Linked DNA regions of Pan troglodytes: region 1 is linked to region 2. The links are chromatin contacts, called in public HiChIP or PLAC-seq maps. All regions are on one chromosome and are shown on one strand. Each heading gives the region's core, a stretch centred on a gene start, on an enhancer-like site or on the middle of the called end of the contact. The rest is flanking DNA. Distances are from core to core; before and after follow the strand shown.

Region 1 (7,507 bases), core at 935-3,434, 340 kb after region 2:
AATTTTGTAGTTTTAGTGGAGACGGAGTTTCACCATGTTGGCCAGGCTGGTCTCGAACTCTTGACCTCCAGTGATCCGCCCGCCTCGGCCTCCCAAAGTGCTGGGACTACAGGCGTGAGCCACTGCGCCCAGCCACATTTACTCTTTGATCCAGTAATTTCACTTCCAGGAGTTTATCCTACATATACACTTATATATGTGCAAATAGATAAATACAAGTATAATTATGGAAGCAAAAAGAGTATCCAAAAAACTGGAAACAGTCTAGTATCCAACAATAGGGAACAGGTTAAATAAACAAAGGTATATTCATATACAGGTTGAGCAAACCAAATCTGAAAACCTGAAATCCGAACACGTCTGGAACCAAGCATTTTGGATAATGGATACTCAAGCTGTTACGGAATATTATGCAACCATTAAAAAGGAGGAGGGGCCAGGCGCAGTGGCTTACGCCTGTAATCCCAGCACTTTGGGAGGCCGAGGCAGACGGATCACGAGGTCATGAGATCGAGACCATCCTGGCTAACATGGTGAAACCCCGTCTGTACTAAAAATACAAAAAAATCAGCAGGGCTTGGTGGCACGCGCCTGAAGTCCCAGCTACTCGGGAGGCTGAGGCAGGAGAACTGCGGGAGGCGGAGGCTGCCGTGAGCCGAGATCATGCCACTGCACTCCAGACTGGAAGACAGAGCGAGACTCCATCTCAAAAGAAAAAAAAAAGAAGGCGGAAGATCTGCATGTACTAAAAATGTATGTCTCTGGGCACAGCGGTGCATGCCTGTAATCCTAAATACTCCAGAGGCTAAGAAGGGAGGAACATCAGCCTGGGAGTTCGAGGCTACAGGCCAGTCTGGGCAACATGGGAGACCCTGTCTTTAAAAAAAACAAAGAAAGAATGTCCCAAGACATACCAACTAAAAGTAGCAAGACCAAGAATAGAGTTTGCTGCTATTTTTAAGAAAGGGTGTGTGTGTGTGTGTGTGTGTGTGTGTGTGTGTGTGTGTGTATCCGGATGTATACAAAATATGTTCATACACGCATGAAATAGAAACGTAAGTAACTGGGGAACTAGATTTTAGGGATGGGGAGACTCACTTTTTACCCTATACTCTTTGAACTGTTTTAAGTCTTTGGCTATATGCCTGCATGTTTCAGGCAAATTACAAAATCTGACAACACCTCACTCAACTCAAGATACCCAGACCTTACATAAACCAGAAAGTAGAATGGTGGTTGCCAATGTACGAGCGGAGGTGGGGAAGAGTTGTTTCATGGATAGAGTTTCAGCTTGCAGATGAAAAAAGTTCTGGAGATTGACCGCACAACGATATGAATCTACTTAACACTACTGAAGTGTACACTTAAAAAACGGTTAAGATGGCAGATTTTGTACGTGTTTTAACACAATTTTTTAAGGTGAAAAAAAAATCCCCCAAAGATACCCATGTTTAAAGATCGGTTTAGTTTCTAATTTGGAAATCATTTTTTAAACACTCCATTATTACTCTAGAATTGAGCGTCAGGAACAAGTGAAAACTCTTTAAACTCTGGAGCTGCTCCTGCGACCTTTCACCTAGAACTCACACGCATTCGGCCAGGCACGCACTCCTGCTAAACTCAGGGAGGACCGGCACTGGGGGCGGCGTGGTGACTCCCCCTCGGCCCTTTACCCGTGGAAAAGGTTTCTACACTGCTGCCATCCTGTAATACAAAAGTTTGTGTTCCTTTTCACACGTTACCGCAGATTCTCGGTGCACAGTGCCCAGCGCGGACCAGAGCTCAGAGCGTGCCCAGGCAGTATCCTTGACCTCCCACAGCCGGGCCGGCCAGCCCGGGCGATCCGCGGCGGCCCCACCGAGACGCGCCCTTCGCCCGACAGGGTCTCTCCCCGCGCCGCCCCTACCCCCTTACCCGGTGTTGGGTAACATGACTTTCGTAGATCAGAGGAGGTGGCGGCGACAGCGGCGGCGGCGAGCAGAGAGCTAAAGCTGGACCGTCCCTCCGCATTTATCCCCGCCCCTGCCCCGCCCCTGCCCCCCCGAGGCCTGTGCGGGAACTGCGCGCGGAAAAGCCGGGATCGCCGAGTGCGCCTGCGTATGCAGTGGGCCTCCCGCGCCCAGCGTTCCTCTTCGTCGCCTCCCAAGCCTGGTCCCTGATTGCAGGCTCTCCGCGCAGGCGCTTTGAGGCACAGCTCCGCCCCGCCCCCTCACTGGTTGTACGGTGACAATCAGGCTCCCGTCGGCGCCTAGCATCTGGGCAACGTCAGCCGCTACGTCCACCTTTTCCCGGTCTCTAGGGGTTTCTCCTCGCGCCGCTGTGTTCCAGCGCCGGCTCTGAGCTGGGAGGGTGACTGAGCCCTGAGCTTGGGCCCTCCGAGAGGTGCTTTAGCTCTGGGTCTTCTTGCCCCTACGCCCGAGCCTGGCGCTCTCTCGGCCCCCTCTTAGGAACGCTAGCCCTGGGCAGAAATTGCCTTTGTGGCTGAAGTCGGCCAGCGTCGCGTTTCCACTCTCCCGCCGAATCTGGACCCAAGCCAGCCTCCCCTTGTGCATCGGTAGATAGCTTGTGTTAAGGCGCCAGCTTCTTGGAACAGAGCTCTCTGCAAAAGTCGCGCTGAAGAATTCATAGTCAAAAGCTGAACTTGCAGAAGTTTTTACTTCTGGAATGAGTGTTGAAATGAGATCAATTCTGACATTCAGTTTCGCTTTTGGGATTATGCCTTGGACTAACTCAGCTACTCTGATGAGCTAAAGACTGTAGTATATTTGGAGGAAGACACGAGGAACTGTTTTGTATTTTGTAGGGATAGAACAGGACCTTGAGGAGATTATTATATGAAGACTAGTTAAAGAAACTACCCTGGAGATGGCTTATGTACTCTCTCCTTTGTTTTTGTTTTGTTTTTTGAGACGGAGTCTCGCTGTCGCCCACGCTGAAGTGCAGTGGCGCGGATCTCGGCTCATTGTAACCTCCGCCTCCCGGGTTCAAGTGATTCTCCTCCCTCAGCCTCCGGAGTAGCTGGGACTACAGGCATGCATCACCACGCCTGGCTAATTTTTTTGTGTTTTTAGTAGAGACGGGGTTTCGCCATGTTGGGCTGGCTGGTCTCGAGCTCTTGACCTCAAATGATTGGCCCGCCTCGGCCTCCCAAAGTGCTGGGATTACAGGCGTGAGCCTCCGCGCCCGGCCTCTCTCCCCTTTGTTATGGGCCCTAAATGACTCTATTTCCTCCTGCATATCACCTGCCCGACTCCTGTAGGCATTTGAATTGATGATTCATGATATGGTCTTTAGAGGCTCCAGAGGAATTTGCAAATTATTATCATCCACTAAGTGATTGCTGATTACCTGAGATACAGCAGCTCAAAAAGGACAAGGTCTCTGCCTATGGGAGGTATGAGTCTCCAGTGTGTTCTTTAGACTGTTGTTAAGCATTAGGTGTTTTAAGAAGAGTGTTGATAGAGACTGTTAGATGAAAATAACTTACTCTCCTCTCATCCTTAGGAGCACTTGCTGAAGCGTGTATATATCTGTCGAATAGAGTGAATTCTTAGTAATGGGGTGACATTTCCTTCATATCATCTAAAATGTTCTCTCCTTTTTGAAAGCCACAATATCTTCAGTCTGTTAGAGCCTCCTTTCTTGAATTTGTGTGCTTCTATTTCCATTTGTTACGGAAAGAGAGCTCAACGAAGAGGCAAAACAAACAAAAAACCTTTGCCAATTTTTCAGTCATAACGATATTTTGTGAGCCTAAATACCTGTACTTATACTATTTTTATACTTTGCGATGGCTTTCACAGAAGGCAAATTTATTCCTAAATTATTAGAAGTAGTTTTACTAAGCAAGTTTAAATCCATTGTATTCAGTACTTTGACTAGAGTTCATTTAAAGTGTGATTTGGAGTTACCCATGACCTTCTACCCCATTACCTTGATTAACCTAGTGTTAGATTAATGCTACAGGTGAGGAATGGGTGAAGAAGGAGAGGACTTGTGAACATAATTAGATCTTCATTTTGGAAGGTGAATAATTTTGGCTTAGAAAGAACACTTCTGACTGCAGCATGAAGAATAGTTTGTGAGTAGATAAAGGCACAGAAGCCATTTAAAAGCCCATAGTAATGTAATGTGTAAGAAAAGTAGTAACCTGAACTAAGGCAGTAATAGTGGAAATGAAAAGACATACTCAAGATATGGAACCTGGCAGATGTAACTAATGATTAGATGTGGAGCAAAGGGGGAAGATGGTATCAGTGGTGACCTTCAGATTTCTGGTGTAAAGTCCTGGGAGGATGGTGATAACACAGTAAAGAAGTGAAAACAAATGGTTTGAAAAATAGATGTCTTGAAAGTCAGGTAAGTCTCACTCATTTCACCCCTTCTCAGCTTGATAAAGCTACCTAAAAATGCAAGTTTCTTGACAGACTACTGGTTACAATACATTCTCCCAACCAATTTATCTCCCTTAGGTTTTGGTTATATGCAACATTAACCTAATTTGGCTAATTTAAACCAAATTAAAGGGGTTGGAGAATTTAGAAGAATTCCGGGATAGTTTATATAACTTAAGGAAGAGCTGAACAACTAAGCTTGACAATGGGAACCAAGGTGCTTCCATGATCCTCAGCAGCATGATCTTTCTAGAATGCATTGTAGGTGGCTTCCCTGTCTTTTCTGTGTATCTGTTCAAGCTTCAAATACTAAGACAGTCTAGTACAATGTGTTTCGTTTTGTTTTGTTTTTTTGAGATAAGATCTTGCTCTGTCACCCAGGCTGGAGTGTAGCAGCATGATCATGGCTCACTGTAGCCTCAACCTCCTGGGCTTAGCCACCCAAGTAGCCAGGACCACGGGCATGTGCCACCACACCTGGCTAATTTTACTTTTTATAGACACAGGGGTCTCACTGTGTTGCCCAGGTTGGTCTTGAACTCCTCACCTCAAGCAATCCTCCCACCACACAGCCTTCCAAGGTGCTGGGAAATGTTTCAACCTGTAAATTCGTTGGCCATGGCCAGGGACACAAGTGGATATGGACAATGGGGAAGTAACAAAACATTGCATACCTACCTACCCCAGGTCATGGAAGTTGTGTAAATGTAGAGCAAGTAAATTGGCATTCATAATTCTGGGAAGAAAGGGATCATAAAACTTTTTATTTCATAGGGCTTGTGATGGTTAATACTGAGTGTCAACTTGATGGTATTGAAGGATGCAAAGTATTGGTCTTGGGTGTATCTGTGAGGGTATTGCCAAAGGACATTAACATTTGAGTCAGTGGGCTGGGAAGGGCAGACCCACCCTTAATCTGAGTGGGTACCATCTAATCAGCTGCCAGTGAATATAAGACAGGCAGAAAAACTTGAAAAGATGAGACTGGCCTAGCCTCCCAGCCTACATCCTTCTCCTGTGCATTTATCCCCTTCTTGCCCTCCAACATCAGACTTCAGGTTCAGTTTTGGGACTTGGACTGGCTCTCCTTGCACCTCAGCTTGCAGATGGCCTATTATGGGACCTTGTGATCATGTGAGTTAATACTTAATAGGCTGGGCGCGGTGGCTCACGCCTGTAATCCCAGCATTGTGGGAGGCCGAGGCGGGCGGATCACAAGGTCAAGAGATGGAGACCATCCTGGCCAACGTGGTGAAACGCCATCTCTACTAAAAATACAAAAATTAGCTGGGCGTGGTAGCACACACCTGTAGTCCCAGCTACTCGGGAGGCTAAGGCAGGAGAATCACTTGAACCTGGGAGACGGAGGTTGCAGTGAGCCGAGACCACGCCACCGCACTCCAGCCTGGTGACAGAGCGAGACTCTGTCTCAAAAAAAAAAAAAAAAAACAAACAATAAACTCCCCTACACACACACACACACACACACACACACATATATGGAAGTAATAGGATATATATATGTATATATATGTGTATATATGTATATATGTGTGTATATATGTATATATGTGTATATATGTATATATATGTGTGTATATATATGTGTGTGTATATATATATGTGTGTGTATATATATCCTCTAGAGAACCCTGACTAATACGGATTTTGGTACCAGAAGTAGGGTCCAGAACAGGAGAAGGCTCTGCAACAGGTCCAGGCTGCTGTGCAAGCTGCTCTGCCACTTGGGCCATATGACCCAGCAGATCCAATAGTGCTTGAGGGGTCAGTGGCAGATAGGGATGCTATTTGGAGCCTTTGCCAGGCCACCATAAATGAATCACAGTGGAGGCCTCTAGGATTTTGGAACAAGACCCTGCCATCTTCTGCAGATAACTACTCTCCTTTTGAGAGACAGCTCTTAGCCTGTTACTGGGCTTTGGTGGAAACTGAACGTTTGACTATGGGTCATTAAGTCACCATGTGACCTGAACTGCCTATCATGAACTGGATGCTTTCTGACCCATCTAGCCATAAAGTGGGTCGTGCACAGCAGCATTCCATCATCAAATGGAAGTGTTATATGCATGATCGGGCTCTAGCAGTTCCTGAAGGCACCTGAGGAATAAGTTACATGAGGAAGTGGCTCAAATGCTCATGGTCTCCGCTCGTGCCACCCTGCATTCTTTGCCCTAGCCTGCACCAATGGCCTCATGGGGAGTTCCCTATGATCATGATCAGTTGACATGATCAGTTGACAGAGCAAGAGAAGACTAGGGCCTGGTTCACAGATGGTTTTGCATGATACGCAGGCATCATCTGAAAGTGGACAGCTGCAGCACTACAGCCCCTTTCTAGGACATCCCTGCAGGCCAGCAATAAAGGGAAATCTTCCCAGTGGGCAGAACTTCGAGCAGTGCACCTGGATGTGCGCTTTGCATGGAAGGAGAAATGGCCAGACGTGTGATTATATACTGATTCATGGGCCGTAGCCAGTGATTTGGCTGGATGGTCAGGGACTTGGAAGAAGCATGATTGGAAAATTGGTGACAATAAAATTTGGGGAAGAGGTATGTAGATGGACCTCTCTGAATGGTCAAAAACTGTGAAGTGCTAACCAATGGGTGACCTTAGCAGAGGAGGATTTTAATAATCAAGTGGATAGGATGACTCGTTTTGTGGACACCACTCAGCCTCTTTCCCCAACCACCCCTGTCATCATCCAGTGGACCCGTGAACAAAGTGGCCATGGTGGCAGGGATGGAGGTTATTCATGGGCAACAGGGACTTCCACTCACCAAGGCTGACCTGGCTACAGCCACTGCTGAGTGCCCAATTTGCCAGCAGCAGAGACCAACACTGAGCCCTCGATATGGCACAATTCCTCACGGTGATAAGCCAGCTACCTAGTGGCAGGTTGATTATATTGAACCTCTTCCATCATGGAAAAGGCAAAGGTTTGTCCTCACTGGAATAGACACTTACTCTGGATATGGGTTTGCCTATCTTGTACACAATGCTTCTGCCAAGACTACCATCCATGGACTCACAGAATGACTTATCCACTGTTGTGGTATTCCACACAGCATTGCCTCTGAACAAGATACTTACTT
Region 2 (7,387 bases), core at 2,912-5,411:
AATCTTTAGAAGCAGGTACATCTGGTTATACCATCTTTATCCTCTTCTCATTGCTGTCATCTACTGACATATTCATGGAGGACTTTGGCCCCTGGCTCAGTCTTTCTTCTTATCATTCTAGATAATATCATTGTCCATGTGGAGAATTCATTCTAAATGAATCCTACCATCTCCCTTAATTAGATAATCCTCCAAGGCTAATAATGGTCAGAAATCTTCTGCATAGAAGGTAGTGGTACAGAGAGGGGTGAAAGGCATTATGGTGTTTTTTACATTTTATTTTATAACTTTTTTTTTTTTTTTGAGACAAGAGTTTCCCTCTTGCTGCCCAGGCTGGAGTACAATGGTGCAATCTTGGCTCACCGAAACCTCCGACTCCTGGGTTCAAGCAATTCTCCTGCCTCAGACTCCTGAGTAGCTGGGATTACGGGTATGTGTCACCACGCCTGGCTAATTTTGCATTTTTAGTAGAGATGGGGTTTCTCCATGTTGGTCAGGCTGGTCTCGAACTCCCAACCTCAGGTGATTTGCTTGCCTCAGCCTCCCAAAGTGCTGGGATTACAGGTGTGAGTCACCGTGCCCGGCCTATTTTAAAACATTCTTGAACGTTTATTTTTAAAAAGGCTAGTCTGGCCGGGCACGGTGCTTCACACCTGTAATCCCAGCACTTTGCCAGGCCAAGGTGGGCGGGTCACGAGGTCAGGAGTTCGAGATCAGCCTAGCCAACATAGTGAAACCCCGTCTCTACTAAAAATGCAAAAATTAGCTGGGTGTGGTGGCATGTGCCTGTAGTCGCAGCTACTTGGGAGGCTGAGGCAGGAGAATCGCTTGAACCCGGAGGCAGAGGTTGCAGTGAGCCAAGACCACACTATTGCACTCCAGCCTGGGTGACAGAGTGAGACTCTGTCTCAAAAACCAACAAAAACAACTACAAACAAGCCATATTTACTATCCTACATAGTTTCTGTGGATTAGAAATTTGTGAACAGCTTAGCTCGGTGGTTCTGGCTCAGGATTGCTTTCGAGGCTGCAATCAAGATGTCAGCCAGAGCTGCAGTCATCTGAAGGCCTGCCTGGGGCTGGAAGATCCACTTCCAAGGTGGAACACTACTTGACTGGCAACTTGGTGCTGGTTTGTTGGTGGAAGGCTTGCCTCAGTTCCTCTTTATTGGGCTCTCCACATGGACTGCTTTAGTGACCTCATGACATATACATGGCTTCCTGAGAGCAAGTGACCCAAAAGAGGCCAAGGTAGAAACTGCAATCAGTGTCACACACTGACACTTCCACAATATCCCATTGGTTACTTGGGTCAAGTTTATTCAATGTGGGAAGGGATGACAGCAGGAGGGCCACCTTGGAGGCCACCACATTTGGTTGTACAAAATCTTCATGATGTTTCATATTGTTTTAATACTCTAATGAGTTAATGTTTAATAGAAAATAATAGCTTATAGGTATGAGGCATCTGGTTTGATTTTATTTAATCTTTAAAACAATGGCATAAGGTAGGTGCTTTTAATACCCCTTTCCACAGATAAGGAGGTTGAGGAACAGACAAATAATTTGTCTAAGTGTTCACCCAGTAAGTGCAGGGCCAGGTTCTAAACCCAAGTTCTAAACTGCCAAGATTCAGGGTAATTTGTTACACAGCAATAGATAACTAATACAGTAATTGTCTCAAACTGCTACACACTTGATTTTAAAGGTTGTCTAGCCTCATGCAGATCCCCAAATACTTTATCACAAAATACCAGAAAAGGAGGTTAGAGTGGTTTCAGTTGGAAATTAGGGACTACTGTCAACTCTACCTTGATACTGAAGGTCTGTAACCACAATGGTTTCAGGATAAAGTAATTCACAGATGGCTATTAGTTAATAGAGCCAAGGGGCTATAACATGCACTCCTTCTGTCTTGGACTTTCCCCTAGTATATTTCTCAGCTGACGTTTTTTTTCTTTTTTTCTTTTTTTTTTTTTTTTTTTGGAGACAGGATCTATTGCTCTGTTGCCCTGGCTGGAGTGCAGTGGTGCAATCATAGCTCACTGTAGCCTTGACCTCCCAGGCTCAAGCGATCCTCCTACCTCAGCCTCCTAAGTAGCTGGGACCACAGGCACGCACCACCGTACCTGGCAAATTTTTTAGATTTTTTTCTAGAGATGAGGTCTCACTATATTGCCCAGGCTGGTCTCAAGCAATCCTCCTGCCTTGGCCTCCCAAAGTGCTGTGATTACAGGCATGAGCCACCACACCCAGGCTCAGCTGACCTACTGACCACTTGCCAAGACACCCAGTAAAACAGATTGTTCATTGTTTATATTCTAATAGTCAACATTTATTGAGTTCTTATTATGTGCCAGGTGCTATTCTAAGTGATTTACGTATACCCAATCACTTATTTTTATTCCCATTTTATAGATGACAAAACAGAGGCACCAAAAGGTTAAACCAGGGCTCACAATCATTAAGTGGCAAAGCTCGAATTTGCATTCAAGTAAACTGACTCACTATTAACCATTGTGTTAGAGGTTAACACAATGAGGCAGAAGTTCCAAAAACTCTAGGAGAAGACAGAAGGGTTTCAAGGGCTATGACCTACCAAGTAAAAGGCAAAAGAATTGGCAGCAAGTTAAATTTATCTTTCTCCTGATAATGTTCTTTCAACTCTCAGAGGCTGAATTTGCTAAGAAATTATAAAATGTTGTTTAGGGTTAGAACTCTTTTTACTCCCACCTCCTTAAATAAGCTTTGTTCAGAATGTCCATTTGAAACTTAGACTGGAACTTTCTGTGCCCTAGTTTCTACATTAGCTAGGCCACAAAACAAAAAAAAAAAATTCTAAGGTTCTATCAGCCATATAGATCTCAGTCATCTTTTTAGTCATACTAGAACTCACCAAGTCCTCTTAACTGAAAGGACTCCTGGCCTACCACCAAAATGCTCATGTGTTAGGCTTTATATCTGGATTAAAGTCAAGTCAGCAAGAACTGGTCTCAGAGGAATTCATTCCTCCAGAGCAGAGGCAATGTGTGAGATTTAAGAACTCAGGCCTTAGCATCTGGCAGACCTTTAAATTTGAATCTTAGCTCGCTACTCGACATAGAGCAAGAAACATGAGTCTCAAATATAAATCAGGGAACAGCAGGACCAGAGCTGATGCAAAGGAAGCACCTCGCATTGTAGAAGGCACTCAATAGCTGCTTGGTATAGAGTAAATACATGCTTGGTTTTCAGTAAATAAATACTTGATATTGAAACGATTATTTCAGTCATTGATCCATGCACAAGAAAATTGTGCATCATAAACATTTTACTCTTGAGCAAACATCGATTATTAAAAACATATGTCCAAATTCATTATCCATTCTATTTAATTAAATGCTTGAGGCGCTTGGGGAGCTTACATTTGTGATCTAAGTCTGTGCGTTTTTCAAATGTATCTTTCGGAAGAGATTAAGACACTGCAATTTTAAGCAGGGCAGGTGGCTCACGCCTGTAATCCCAGCACTTTGGGAGGCTGAGGTGGGCAGATCCCTTGAGGCCAGGAGTTCAAGACCAGCCTGGGCAACAAAGCGAGACACTGTCTCCATAAAAAAAATTTTTTAATTAAAAAAAGTGCAATTTGAACACATGTCAATATACGATTACCTTTTAATTCAAATGTGTAGCTATCTATTGTGCTGGAATCAGGTGGGCAGCAGGTGAGCCCACTAGTGGCAAGTTGGTGTTCTGCGATGTGGCATACCCACTTCTTAAATGCACATTATTGCACTGTAATAAAAATCCTCCATATTCAGTGCTTTCATTGTGTATAATTATGTAAACTGTAGACAAAAAATATTCCTGAATTTGTGTGTGTGTGTGTGTGCGTGCGTGTGTGCGGATGCGCAATCCGAGATGGTTGTTAAAGCTCGAAAGCGAGTTTAGCCTCTAGAGTCGCCCCTCCTCCGAGGCCCAGCCGAGGTGGACTCGCACCGTCGCAAGACCGGCCAGGCGGTGGCAATGAAGAAAAAGCCAGTCTTGGTGCTAGGGACCCAGGTGTTCTCCGTCCCGCCCCTGCCTGGCAGCCCCGCCCCTCCCCCGCCCCGGGCCACGCCCCACCCTGGCCCAGCCCCCAAAAGTACCGTTTGCATCTCCCGTGAGCCTCTTCGACTGTCACTCTTTGGAAAAAAAAGTGACGTCTGCACTGAGGTGGCCGCTAAAGTGCGAATCACGACGGGCGGTGGCCGTTGGGTCCCGGCGGGAGGCGGGGTTTCCGCTCCCTGGGGCGCACGTCAGTCAGGAGGCGGAAGCGCAGCGGGGGCGGGAAGGTTGTAGTGCAGCGAGTTGAGCTCCTCTTGCCTAAGTGGTCGCGCCCCCTTTAAGAGCAGCGATTGTAAGGAGAGGCAGTCCCGGTGTCCTCGGGTCCCAGGTAAGTACGACAGTCTGGAGGCACCGGGCAATAGAAAAGTGTGGCTCCGGTGCTAACCTGTCGCCGCCGTCTTTGTTGCTACAGGCAGCGACCTCCCTTCCGACCTTGCCACCCAACATTTCTGGCTCCTACTTGCTTCCTTCGTCTCGTTCACAGCCCAGGCCCAGCCGGCTCTGCACATCCGTAGGCAGGGACCTTTCTGGCACGCCAGTCTACCCTGTCACAAGATGGCCCTGTTGTCCTCCAGTCCTAACCCCGCATTGCTCGCTCTGTGTTTCAGCCGCTGGAGACACCTAACGATTCATTTACTAAAAACCGGTGTCTGTTTTCTATCCCTTGTGTCTTTCCCGGGCTCCCTAGACTAAGGCATCACTCTTTGCTGCCAATCAAATCAATTCTTTGCCTCCGGCACTGTGCCCACCTTTTAAAGAGCGGGTTTGTTAAGCTTTTTTTTTTTTTAATTAATAGTATGGTTGCTTGAATAAGACTTTATTTTCCCTTCTGATTATATGTTCCTTGAAAGCAGGATTAGGGTCTTGCCCATCTTGGATCTCCCCAGGATTTAGTACGAAAGCACGAAGTTTGGAAACCAGCAGCCCAAATAATTCTTACTAGCTCTATGACCCTGGGTACGGTTTCCTCATCTATAAAATGGTGATAAATAAATAAAGGAACTAATTTCGAGCATCTTACACAGTGTATGGTGCAGAGCAGATACAGTACTCCTTTACCTTTTTTAGCTTTCAGTGTACACAGTAGTTTTTGGGTATGTGTTTTAGACGAATGCAGAGACACCATAGATGAATGATTTTTCTTCCTAGCACCATGATTATATTGACTCTATCAATTGGTTGATATATTTGGTAAATACAACCTAATGATGTTTATTAAAGACAGTAATTCTAAATGGTATGAACATCTGCAAGAATAAACAATGCCATATTTAATTAAATGCTTGAGGCACTAGCAGAGTTTACATTTGTTTCAGTCCGTGTACATTTCAAATGTATCTTTCTTTCTTTCTTTTTTTTTTTTTTTTTTTGAGACCGAGTCTCGCTGTCTCGGTCTGTGGCCCAAGCTGGAGTGCAGTGGCGCGATCTCGGCTCACTGCAACCTCCGCCACCGGGGTTCAAGCGATTCTCCTGTCTCGCCCTCCCGAGTAGCTGGGACTGCAGGCGCTTGCCACCACACCCGGCTGATTTTTTTTTTTAATTTTATTTTTAGTAGAGACTGGGTTTCACCATGTTAGCCAGGATGGTCTCGATCTGCTGACCTCGTGATCCGCCCGCCTCGGCCTCCCAAAGTGCTGGGATTACAGGCGTGAGCCACCGCGCCCGGCACAAATGTATCTTTCTGAAGAGATTAAGAAACAGCAAACATTTCATTGTAAGGAGGCTAGCTGTTCCTTTTAGTTTGTGATTAAAATATGGTGCATTGTATATGTGTGTACACATATTTTACAGGTGATTGTGAAGTGCTGACCAATTGCCACTGGACATACTTGAAACAAAATAGGAAAATGGCAGCAAACTCTTCAGGACAAGGTAATGACAGCAGGAATTTCTTTACTATGAACATTTCCCCAATATAGTAAATGTATTTGAATAAGAGAAAATTTAGTATAGGGCAGTTACTGTAGCCAGAATTTAAAAAATGAATAGCAGGCCGGGAGCGGTGGCTCACGCCTGTAATCCCAGTACTTTGGGAGGCCAAGGCGGGTGGACTGCTTGAGGTCAGGAACCCCGTCTCTACTAAAATACAAAAATTAGCTGGGCATGGTGGCGGGCGCCTGTAATCCTAGCTACTAGGGAGGCTGAGGCAGGAGAATTTCTTGAACCCAGGAGGCGGAGGTTGCAGTGAGCCAAGATTGCACCACTGCACTGCAGCCTGGGCGACAGAGTGAGACCCCGTCTCAAAAAAAGAAAAAGAAAAAAAGAAGAACAGCAAAGTAAAACTCTAAATTTGAAATACACTTGTGCTGAATAATGATGTTTAGGTCAATGACAGACTGCTTATAGGATGGTGGTCCCATAAGATTATAATGGAGCTGAAAAATTTCAGTCGCCTAAGTGACATCTTGATAATCCTGACCCTGTGTAAGCCTAGGCTAATGTGTTTGTTTGTGTCTTCATTTTTAACAAAGAAGTTTAAAAAGTAAAAAAAAATAAAAATTTTAAAAATAGAAAACTTTTAGAATAAAGATATAAAGAAAATACTTTTTTTTTTTTTTTGAGATGGAATTTCGCTCTTGTTGCCCAGGCTGGAGTGCAATGGCATGATCTTGGCTCACTGCAACCTCTGCCTCCCGGGTTCAAGCAATCCTCCTGCCTCAACCTCCCGAGGAGCTGGGATTACAGGCACGCGCCATCACGCTCGGCTAATTTTGTATTTTTAGTAGAGACGGGGTTTCTCCATGTTGGTCAGGCTGGTCTCAAACTCCTGACCTCAGGTGATCCGCCCGCCTTGGCCTCCCAAAGTGCTGGGATTACAGGCATGAGCCACTGTGCCTGGCCCAGTGTTTTGTGTTTTAAGCTAAGCGTTATTACAAAAGTCAAAAAGTTAAAAAAATTTAAAAGTTTATAAAATAAAGTTACAGTAAGCTAAGGTTAATGTATTATTGAAGAAAGAAAAATTAAATAAATTTAGTGCAGCCTAAGTGTACAGTGTTTATAAGTATACAGTACTATATACTAATGTCCTAGACTTTCACATTCACTCACAACTCACTCACTGACTCACCCAGAGCAGCTTCAGTCCTGAAAGTTCCATGCATCCATGCATGGTAAATGCCCTATACAGGTATACCATTTTTTGTCTTTTAAACCGTGTGTGTGTGTGTGTGTGTGTGTGTGTGTGTGTGTGTATGTGTGTATGTATGTGTGTATTTTAAGATCTCAATTGGCTTTATTTGTGATTCTAGAATCAGGCAACACTTCATTTCATGAAATAGAATAAGTGTTCCCTAAACCATATTTT

The links. HiChIP or PLAC-seq counts read pairs in DNA pulled down with a chosen protein or histone mark.
Region 1: an H3K4me3 HiChIP or PLAC-seq map of stem cell-derived excitatory neurons shows a contact between it and region 2, with 8 times the contacts expected there. The contact joins the promoter of HSDL2 here to the promoter of INIP in region 2. A contact is called at or near these places in 1 of 7 Hi-C or Micro-C datasets (stem cell-derived neural progenitor cells) and 1 of 1 datasets of contacts at active chromatin or transcription factors (stem cell-derived excitatory neurons).

Annotation. Positions count from the first base shown.
Region 1 is chr11:26,098,639-26,106,145 of NHGRI_mPanTro3-v2.0_pri, forward strand. HSDL2 (hydroxysteroid dehydrogenase like 2) reads right to left here and starts at 2,185. Exons shown (of 11, transcript NM_001199077.3): 1 at 1,915-2,185. The coding sequence starts at 1,931. It also overlaps a transcript of PTBP3 not described here.
Region 2 is chr11:25,760,270-25,767,656 of NHGRI_mPanTro3-v2.0_pri, forward strand. It overlaps INIP (INTS3 and NABP interacting protein), which reads left to right and starts at 4,162. Exons shown (of 5, transcript NM_001242593.1): 1 at 4,162-4,411; 2 at 5,875-5,955. The coding sequence starts at 5,931.